Regions from separate parts of the Xenopus laevis genome. Here region 2 is linked to region 1. Evidence: chromatin contacts called from public Hi-C data. All regions are on one chromosome and are shown on one strand. The core of a region is the stretch at or near the end of the contact, and the rest is flanking DNA. Distances in the headings are between cores, read along the strand shown.

Region 1 (5,670 bases), core at 2,014-4,513:
CATGAAGCCAGACTGACACAGACCAGCTTGGATTGTTATTGGAGGATTCCTTGCATATTAAAGGAGAACTAAAACCTAAAAAAACTTGGTTAAAAATGCAATATTTCATATAGTGAACTCATTGCACGAGGCTAAAGTTTGAGCTTGTCAATAGCCGCAATGATCCAGGACTTCAAACTTGTCACAGGGGGTCACCATCTTGGAAAGTGTCTGTGACACTCACATGCTCAGTGGGCTCTGATTGGCTGTTGAGAAGCTAAGCTTAGGGCTCGTCACTAATTATCCAGCAGAAAATGAGCTTCCCTGGCTGTAATATAAGATGATGCTACAGGTTTGCTGATTATTAAATTCTGATGCTAATTGCACTGGTTTCTGTGCTGCCATGTAGTAATTATCTGTATTAATTACTAATCAGCCTTATATTGTGACATTTCTATTCTATGTGTACTGTATATTGTGAGTGGGTCCCTAAGCTCAGTAAGTGACAGCAGCACAGAGCATGGGCAGTGAATCAGCAGAAAAGAAGATAGGGAGCTACTGGGGCATCTTTGGAGACACAGATCTTTACTGCTAAAGGGCTGTGGTTGCCTTGGGCTGGTACAGGAGCACAAAACATAATGTACAACATTTCTAGCTACTTCTTTAGTTAGTCTCCTTTAATTAGGCCACTGTCTCTGGAAAGCTTTAGTTAAGCACATGATGTTTTATCCCTTTCATGCACCTGGTTTTGTAAAGGTGCCTGGGACATAAATGCTGTATGATGACCCATTGTTGCACATGAGGACTCGATGCAGACCGTATCCATGTACCTTGGCCCCACCTGGTCTCATAATACTTAATTAAATCCCAATGAGAAACTGATGGGGAAATTATGGTTTTGGACCAACACACAGAGACACAGGCAATATCTACAGGCACCTTCAGTCAAACCAAATTTAAAGATGGGGTTCCCTTTAAAGTCAACAAATAAAAGGAAACAACATACAATATACAGTAGAGATTTGGAATATGGAGCTGTTCCCTTTTATGATTGAATTCAACCTAAATTCCCAGGGATTTCTACGTAAAGAGGGCTAATGAGCCGTACAATTCCGCCGCTCTGATGTTCAGAGGGGGCGGCACACATGAGGCCGATGTCTGGAAAAAGTACAATCTACATAGAGAGATCATACAGTGCCTCTATATTATCACATCTATAGGATCACAATGTCTTCTAGACCCTTAATTGATAAATCCTTGACTGCCGCCCAGTGGCAAGGTGTATAACTGCATTATTATTCATTTTTATATACCGGACCTTTATTTTAGGTATGCAAATTAAATAGGGGTATTGTATTCTCCAGCATTAAACATAAGGTGAATGGTAAAAAAAAGTTAAAGGGGATGTAAACATTAAATAAAATTGATTCTCCTGCATCCCCTAGCTCTCAATTGTATGGCTGTTATTGCAGATGGCTCTGGGGAGATATAAATGCAGAGGCAGATGTAGCTTCTACTTCTTAATGCTGGAGTCACTATGTTGGTAAACCCTGGGGGTCACTGTTCAGTATAATGCTGGGGGTCACTATACTGTTTAATGCTGGGTCACTATGCTGGTTAATGTTAGGGTCACTGTTCTGGTTAATGCTGGCATTGCTGTACTGGTTAATGCTGGAGTTACTGTGCTGTTCAATGCTGGGTCATTATGCGGGTTAATGCTAGGTGCCACTGTGCTGGTTAATGCTGTGGTCATTGTACTAGTTAATGCTGGGGTTACTGCGCTGTTCAATGCTGGGGTCACTATGCTGATTAATGCTGGGGTTGCTGTACTGGTTTATGCTAGTGATCACTGTGCTGGTTAATGCTGGGGTCACTGTGCTGATTAATACTGGGTGTCAGTGTGCTGGTAAATGCTGTGGTCATTGTACTGGTTAATGCTGGGGTCACTGTGCAGGTTAATGCTGGGTTCACTACGCTGATTAATGCTGGGGTTACTCTGCTGGTTAATGCTGGGTTCACTACTCCGGTTAATGCTGGGGTCACTGTGCTGGTTAATGCTGGGTTCACTACATTGATTAATGCTGGGGTTGCTGTGCTGGTTAATGCTGGGTCATGTTGCTGGTTAATGCTGGGGTCACTGTGCTGTTTAATGCTGGGTTCACTACACTGATTAATGCTGGGTCACTGTGCTGGTTAATTGGGGGTCACTGTGCTGAGGGTCACTGTGCTGTTTAATGCTGGGTTCACTACACTGATTAATGCTGGGTCACTGTGCTGGTTAATTGGGGGTCACTGTGCTGAGGGTCACTGTGCTGGTTAATGCTGGGGCCACTGTGCTGGTTAATGCTGGGGTTGCTGTGCTGATTAATGCTGGGTTCACTACGCTGGTTAATGCTTGGTCACTACGCTGGTTAATGCTGGGGTCACTGTGCTGGTTAATGCTGGGGTCACTGTGCATCACTGTACTGTTTCATTATGATGTACATCTCCAAGCCCTAAATCCAACTTTGATTTGCTACATAACAGCCTCTGCTTAGAAATGTTATCATTGTGTACAGCTTTTTGATAACTCTACCCTTTATACCCAAGGGTTTGCAAAAGCGCCCCTGTGACTGCAGCCGTAAAAAACCTCTTGGAGACATTCGCCTACTGGAGAGAATTCTGCATCTCATCCCTGGCTTTCCTGACTTCTGCCCACCCTTGGACGGTGCCTGTTCTGTGTTTATGATGATGTCACTCTTGTGTTTCATGGTGGGTAACAGGTAGTGGGTCAGGTTACAGGTTATGCGGTTATGGGGCTGGTGTGGGTTGTGGATCTAAGTGTGGGTGACAGATCCAGGTAGGGTTCAGGTCCAGTCACTTAGTCCCGTGTAGGTTTCTACTCAATCACTCATGACATAAATAGCCACTAAATTGAAAAATCGTGCCATGGGTCACGGCTTCCCGAATGAAGACAGGTGCTGCCATAATTCCAGCGGCTAAACATTAACTACATGGCTATCCCTCCCTGATGTTGCAGAAGACCAGGTGCGGTTCCTGCTGGAGCAGCTTTGATTAAATGACAAAAGAGAATAGTTACCTTTTCATTTTGGGGGTTAATCTGCTGTTACAAAGATACAGGCCGCCGTAGCAAAATGTAAAGGACAATCTGCTTCCCCTCCGGCACCTTCTGTTGGCCACTTTGATCTCTCATTGTGCGGCTTTAACACCTTCATTCTGTGTTATAAATTGATCTCCCCGTTCTCCGGGGGCCCTGATTGTTCCCTTCCTTTTCACTGGGAAACCGCCAATTATCTGAGATGCAGGAAACCAAATACCTGAGGGGTTTGTTCCTTTAATGTAACACGAGAGCAGTGAGGTTTTAACCATTTGGGCACCAAGGCGGAGCTGGCTGGTGGCTTTGAACAGCCGAATTGCCCCTTCACTATGAAAAAGTGACAAAGAAGAAAATGAACTTCTATAGAGGTTGACATTGCAATGCTCTGATTGGTTACAGGCTGGTCTAGCCCTGTAATTACTATATTATTACTATTACTATATTACTAAATAACCAGAGGCTGGAATGTGAATCGAGAGGGGCCTGGATAGAAGTCCTGAACCTCCGAAGTCCTGAAGCCACGAAAAGACCGAAGCCACAAAACGAGCCGAAGTTGAAGTCCCGAAGCCGCGAAGAGATCCGAAGCCACAAAACGAGCCGAACTTGAAGTCCCGAAGCCGCGAAAAGGCCTGAAGTCCAGAGCCGGGCCAAGCCGGGCAGGCGCCCTAGGCAGTTGCTGCGCCGGCTAGTTGCGCGCTTCTACGCATGCACGAAAAGATGCTTCAGCGCAGAGACGCTTCAGCGCAGAGACGCTTCTGCGCATGCGTGAATTGACGCATGCGTTCGCGTATGCGCACAGATGGGCGGTCAGGAGAGAAGGGACCGGACTAGGGGTAGAAGTAAGTACGTGCCTGGCGCCCCTCCACCTTTGCGCCCTAGGCACATGCCTACTCTGCCTACCCCTAGTTCCGGCCCTGCTGAAGTCACAAAAAGAGCTGAACTTGAAGTTCTGAAGCCGCAAAATGACCCGAAGCCATGAAAAGAGCCAAACTCAATGTCCTGAAGCCGCGAAAAGATCTGAAGCCACGAAAAGAGCCGAACTTGAAGTCCTGAAGCCACGAAAACACCCGAAGCCACGTAAAGAGCCAAACGTGAAGTCCTGAAGCCGCGAAAAGATCTGAAGCCACGAAAAGAGCCGAACTTGAAGTCCTGAAGCTGCAAAAAGACCCGAAGCCACGAAAAGAGCAGAACTTGAAGTCCTGAAGTCGCGAAAAGATCTGAAGCCTTGACCACCAATTTCTTTAAAAAAAACTTTTATGGGGGGCCCTAGCGCAACAGGTTTTTTTCCAACTTATAGGAGGGCCCTGACCATTAATGGCCTTTTATAACTTGTGTGGGGAGTTTACCGTATTTAGCACTAATGTCTTTGTGGTCTTTTAACTGTGGTGTGGGCGGGATCTGGGGTGGGGGGGTGCCCTGACAATTTGGGGATACCTGGCACAGGCTATGAGCAAACCTACAAAACCTTTAAAGCTCCATTGATTGGTTCTGTATGGCTAGCCTTCCCCCAGTCACATCACACAAAACTCTGGGGATTATAACACAATAGGAGGTCTATGGAAAGTATTAAAGAAGTTGTATGAAAGGTGACGTTGGGTCAGTTAGAGGTGCCCCTGATTTGCACTAGTGCCCAGTCTGTGTTATAAAACCTGGGCCACATTCTTAAAAAAACACCCAGTTACAGCTCACGTGTGAAAACCATTTAATAACAGGAAAATGCAAATTTCTTGTTTCTACAAACGTAATGCTTTTATTATGGAATGAAGACGTTTACACCCCTGACCAAAGTTTTGTAAGGCTGAATGGGCAGGTGGTGGGGCGTGGAGGCCTGTGAGCTGATAAGGGGGTAAGGTTGGGCGAGGTTAGAGCGAGTTCTGCCCAGAGTACAGCTGCCTTCACTTGTACATAAACAGCAGGTGGGGAGAGAGAGAGAGTGAATAGCAGAGATAAAGCTCCCAGGGCAGGTGTGTGGGTTCCTTCCTACAAACTCTATCAATCCTTATTATATAGCCCTGCTATTGTATATCCTTATTACTAGTGATTGTGAATTTATTCGCCAGGTACAAATTTGCGGTGAATTTCCGCGTTTCAGCGCCAGCGAATAAATTTGCAAATTTGCCCTGACAATTCGCCGGACGACGGCAACGGAGACAATTCAGACACTGGCGACAATAATCGAACGCCCATTGCCTTTAATCGCTACCGGCATCAACTTTGCGAAATCCGTGGCAAAGCGAAATGGGACAAATTCACCAATCACTACTTATTACAGTATATTGCATTACTGTATAGCCTTCTAATATACCCCTGCTCCATAGCCATAGTATATACCCCTACTGTATAGCTTTATTATACCCCTGTTCCATATCCATAGTATATACCCCTACTGTATAGCCTTATTATATACCCCTGCTCCATATCCATAGTATATAGCCCTACTGTATAGCTTTATTATATACCCCTGCTCCATATCCATAGTATATACCCCTACTGTATAGCCTTATTATATACCCTTGCTGCACATCCATAGTATATACTCCTACTGTATAGCTTTATTATATACCCCTGCTCCATATCCATAGTATATACCCCTA
Region 2 (5,670 bases), core at 982-3,481, 230 kb before region 1:
CCCCCTATAAGATATATTGGAGCTAACTGTGAATGAATATCTGACACCCAACTCCTGCATGGATCCAGTACAAACAAAATCTAACAAAATAACTGCGTTTTTCACAAATTCTGCATGTAGAGAGACACAATGTCTGGTGATTTTAATAGAGTGAGCTCTAATACATCTTCTAGGCAAAAGGAGCCCCCCTATAAGATATATTGGATCTAACTGTCAATGATTATCTGACACCCAACTGCTGCATGAAGACAGAATGAAGAGAAACAGATGCTGAGAGAGGAATAGGGAACATAAACTTGATTATTTAGAAACAATGCAGCATTATTTCAGTACGAGGAAGCAAATATTACATTTTTATTTCCGTGATAATTACCCTTTAATTATTGTAATTTATTTATATAGCGCCGACAAGCTACGCACTGCTTTACCTTAGTTATAACAAACAGGGAATAAATGGTGGATAATAAACAAGGGTTACTTGTATAATTGTGTTCTATAAATCTGACTCTTGAAACAACGTCGCAGCTACTTTGTTTCAGTGGTCGGAATCAGCAGTTTTTTTTGTTTGTTTTTTTCCATACCCCCCTTACATTTGTGTGTGACCTGCTGGTGCCTGGAAACAGGATGAATCAGAAAAGTCTTTAATGAATAGACCTGTTGGCACTTGAATTCCACAGGGGGGCGCCAGCCGCTAAGGGCAAGTTACATGTGGCACAAGCATGTTATTCATATGTGGAGACTGAGCCATGATTTCAGAGTTAGGAAAATGCATTCTCTGGCTTTGATATTTATATTTATATATTTATTTTTTACAAAAAGGGCCTCGTGTATGGAAACAACCACCCCACGCTCCTCTATATATACAATATAACCCCCCCCCAGACAGGCTAGAGTGGGTCAGGCTGCCACATATAGAATCTCTATAGAATAAAGAAGGAAATTACCAGTAACTCGTCTGGCCTGATGGAATTGTCGGTGTAAATGCAAAGTTTCTCTGCGGTCAGTGGGATGGTTTCCTTCATTTTAGAAGCCAGGAACATACAAGTGGCCCCCAGCAACTGCAACCAGCTCTTCCGGAGGGGCTCCACGGACAGGAATCGGTCCAAATAGTTCATAGCGAGGGGGAAAACTTCCTCTTCGCACTTCTGCTCCTCGCAAACCTTAGAGGGGGGCACATATAGGGGGGGCAGAGATTATAATAAGGAAGGGGGTTCATGATTATAACAATATGACAGTTGCATCCTGTCTGTATAATTCAACCCAACAGATTCTGAATAAACTGAGCTGTTGGGTGATAGAATGTAACCCAAGGATATCATTACATACATTGCTACTGGGGTGCAAACCACTGCACCCCACAAATGATCTCATTTAATAGGCTTTATTACAGATACATAATGACACCCTGTTGGGTCATGGTAACACTGAACAAACACAATGGGAGCTTTATGGATTTGGCATGTGGGACCCCAAGTTTATAAAGTTTCCAAACGTTAATAGCAAAAACAAAGCTGTGTTATTGGCCATTTACCCCCAGTATAAATAAGTTAAGGAGTTGGAGTTGAATCTTCCCCTTTCTTGTTGCCACTGGGGCAGAGGAAGGAAGACCCTGATTATACCCCAGGGCTGATATTTATTTTAGGAAATCATGTTTTAGGATGGAACTTTATCATGGGACTTTCAATGTCTATATTTGGAATCAACTAATGGGGTCAGACCTCCTCTGAATGGGTTTCTCTAAAGTCCCCCTAACCATTGGACTTTGTATGGATCAGAGACCCCCCTTTTGCCCAGCTATTCTGGATCTTGGAATCCACCAAGAAGGTTGTGGTTGGAAGGAACCCACAGAAAGATCAAATCTAGGCAGATTTTGGACTCCACCAAATGAGTCGGGCGCCCCCCAGTACCCCAGGGAGTTCTGGGTGAAAGTGAGAGGCGCACCAACCTCCAGCATCCAGGTGGCCACTATTTTGCGCATGTTGGGCAGGATCTCCTTCTGGACGCACTTGAAATAAGACATGCTGGGGCAGGAGGTCTCCTCTGCTTTGAGCATGGTCTGCAGCACCCGGTCGGTGATGAGGTTCCTGTCCAGATGGGCCCTCCTGATGGTGTCCACCTCGCAGCATAGAAGCTCCATGTTGTCTGTGCGTCTTTGCGCGTCTTTCCCTGCAGGAGCCTCTTTCTCTGTGAGCTCCCCGGCTCAGTGACGCGATGTTGCCAGAAGGAGATCAAAGTGGGGAATGAGAGAAAGAGAATGAGCCGGGCCAGGCTGAGTTTAAACCGGCCCCATAGTCCGGCCCCTCCTGAACAATGAGTCCGGCCTGGGGGAGGAGGCTGCTCAGCAACTGGCTCCTCTAATTGAGTCGTTTCTCCTGTGCCCCAGTGTGTGTGCGACTGCAACTAAACTCAGTGCGACATGTGTGCAACAAGGCGCCTCTCTACCCACCCCCTCCATTCATAGAGTGTAAGCTCTTCTTTCTCCTCCTCCACCACCCACCTGGAAAAGCCCCCGAACTTTTTATTTTTTTAATCAGCCTTGTCCATCATGCTTAGAGTGTAAGCTCTTCTTCCTCTTATGCACCTCCCCCTCCACCCCAGCCACTTGGAAAAGCCCCTAAACTTTTTCTTTTTTAATTAGCCCTGTCAGTGGTGTAACTAGATGTTACTGGGCCCCACAGCCAATTATTTTTCAGGCCCCCAAAATGTTTAGCGGTTGACCTGTTTTACCAATATTTATTGAAACTGTATATGAGTTAGGGTCTCATATACCCCCTGGGTCTGTTTCCTCTATAGTTACAGCCCTGAGCCCTGTCCATGCTTAGAGTGTAAGCTCTTCTTCCTCTTATGCACCTCCTCCTCCACCAACCACATGGAAAAGCCCCTGAACGTTTTATTTTTTAATCAGCCATGTCCGTGCTTAGAGTGTAAGCTCTTCTTCCTCTAATGCACCTCCTCTTTCACCACCAACATGGAAAAGCCCCCAAACGTTTTACTTTTTTAATCAGCCTTGTCCATTATGCTTAGAGTTTAAGCTCTTCTTCCGGCTCTAATGCACCTCCTCCTCCACCACCCACCTGGAAAAGCCCCCAAACCTTTTCTTTTTTTAATCAGCCTTGCCCGTGCTTAGAGTGTAAGCTCTTCTTCCTCATACACACCTCCTCCTCCACCACCCAACTTTAAAAGACCCTGAACTTTTTTTTTTAATCAGCCCTGTCCCTGCTTAGAGTGTAAGCTCTTCTTCCTCTTATGCACCTCCTCCTCCACCACCAACCTGGAAAAGCCCCCAAACTTTTTATTTTTTAATTAGCCCTGTCAGTGGTGTAATTAGATGTTACTGGGCCCCACAGCCAATTATTTTTCAGGCCCCCAAAATGTTTAGCTGTTGACCTGTTTTACCAACATTCATTGAAACTATATATGAGTTAGGGTCTCATGGGGCCTCATATACCCCCTGCAGGGTCTGCTTCCTCTATAGTTACAGCCCTGTCCATCCTTAGAGTGTAAGCTCTTCTTTCTCATATGCACCTCCTCCTCCACCACCCACCTGGAAAAGCCCCTGAACGTTTTCGTTTTGAATCAGCCCTGTCCATGCATAGAGTGTAAGCTCTTCAGTACTCTGCACTCATTTAACTGCACGTAATGGAATTAGCCCCTGCCCCACTTACAGAATAGTTCCTATATTATATCCATCTACTGCTGCTCATGGTTGGTTTAATGTGCTCCCCATAGATTGCAAGCTCTTCAGAATAGGGACACCCATCTTTATCTTATTGGGATATATTTACTGGACGTGCCAAGGTCAATGTGTGTTGGTGCAATATAACTGCTGCGCGTGGGTGTGTGGAACAGGGAATGATTACTCTGTACCTGCTGGGAGTTCAGTGGAACAGGACAAGGGGACGAGGACAGAAGGGAGGACAAGCAGAGCAGGTTTAGGTTTGGGGCCCCTATAGAACATGTGGCATAAAACCGTGTGCATATAAATAATATTTACCTCAGGCACAACAGGGGCTCCTGGGAAAACTGCACAGGTACAAAGGGCACATTGTTATGTTGATAATATTTATATCTCTGTTCAGATGTGTGTCAGTGAATGCTGGGAGTTGTGGTTTAACAACTGGAGTGTCACAGCTCAACTTTCTATAATCTCCCCCCCCCACACACACACAGACATGGGGCCCCTAGTTTTCAAGAATTTGAATAACTTCTTACCAAACTTTGATTTGGCAATAAAGATATAAAGCATTACTCCATCTTGTCCAACTGACTCCCCCTTTGCTACTGACTCCCATCTTGTCCTACAGATTCTACCTTGTCCTACTGACTCCATCTAACCCTATTGTTTCCATCTTACCCTATTGACGCCATCTTGTCCTACTGACGCCATCTTGTCCTATTGACGCCATCTTGTCCAACTCAGTCCCCCTTTTCTACTGACTCCATCTTGTCCTACAGATTCTACCTTGTCCTACTGACTCCATCTTGTTCTACTCACTCCATCTTACCCTATTGACGCCATCTTGTCCTACTGATTCCGCCTTGTCCTACTCACTCCATCATGTCTTACTGAATCTCCTTTATCCTACTCACTCCACCTTGTCCTACTGACTCCATCTTGTTGTAATGACTCCATCTTACTCTACTGACTCCATCTTGTTGTAATAACTCCATCCTACTCTACTGACTCCATCTTGTCCTACTCACGCCATCTTGTCCTACTGACTCCATATTGTTTTAACGACTCCATCTTGCCCTCTTGACACCAGTTTGCTCTACTGACTCCACCTTGTCCTACTGACTCGTCCCACCTTCCCTGAGTCCCACCAGTAATGTTCTTTATTTTGGCCCCTAGTGCACGGGGCCCAGAGCATTCACACACCCCAGTCATGTCTGGGGCAGGCAGTTAGTAAATTATCAGAGCAGCTGTTACCGAGTCGGAAATGTTTATCACGAGAGATAAGTATAAACCATCTGATCCTGTGAAACAGTAACTTCCCTCTGTGTGTGAATGAGCCAGAGAGCAGCCACTTCTTCAATGGGCCCAGTCATTTCATTCAGTCGCACACTCACAGGCGGCCACTTCCCTTCTGGCCACAATCACTTAAGTGCAGCTAAACTCAGCGATCCACCTTGTAGCCCAGGGTCACTTTGCTGTAGGGGCAGGTTAGGGATAAACAAAGTGCAAGAAAGAACCACAATGTGTGCTCAGTATCTGCCCCACACCCAGCCCAGATATCAGTACGTTTCCTTTTCGGGGGGAGCAGCCGTGCCAGGGAGGCCACTCTATACATTATTATAGTGCAAGCAGCTTGTGTTCAACTACAACTCCCAGCAGCACCCCCTACAACCAGGGCAGTGGCCCCCAATAACTTTTTTTTCTTTTCCAAAGAGTTAAAGGCAGCTCCCAACACTTCCCCTTAATGCAACTTCCATTCATAAAATCCCTCCACCCAATCACAGGGCCACCTCTCCCTGCCTGATAAGAGCTGAATGGGGGGGGGAGGGACTGGCTGACAGGGTGTGGGGACTAGTTTGGCAACTGGTTATAACTGCAACGGCTCAGCAAAAGAATGCTGAGAAAAAAAGGGAACTTTACTTTTTTTGCCTAATGAAAGTAAATGCAATTTTTCCGTTAAACTGTTTTAATGGTTTTACAGTGGCTGCTTTTTA

What was found. A called contact is a pair of places that touch in the nucleus more often than the background predicts.
Region 2: a contact with region 1 is called in a Hi-C map of the XL177 cell line, with 5 times the contacts expected there. The contact joins the promoter of ccnd1.L here to the promoter of LOC121402925 in region 1. A contact is called at or near these places in 2 of 4 Hi-C or Micro-C datasets (the XL177 cell line and the XTC cell line).

Annotation. Positions count from the first base shown.
Region 1 is chr4L:10,355,976-10,361,645 of Xenopus_laevis_v10.1, reverse strand. It overlaps LOC121402925 (small integral membrane protein 38-like), which reads right to left and starts at 3,263. Exons shown (of 3, transcript XM_041589822.1): 1 at 3,059-3,263.
Region 2 is chr4L:10,582,350-10,588,019 of Xenopus_laevis_v10.1, reverse strand. It overlaps ccnd1.L (cyclin D1 L homeolog), which reads right to left and starts at 2,231. Exons shown (of 5, transcript NM_001086776.1): 1 at 1,946-2,231; 2 at 945-1,160. The coding sequence starts at 2,137.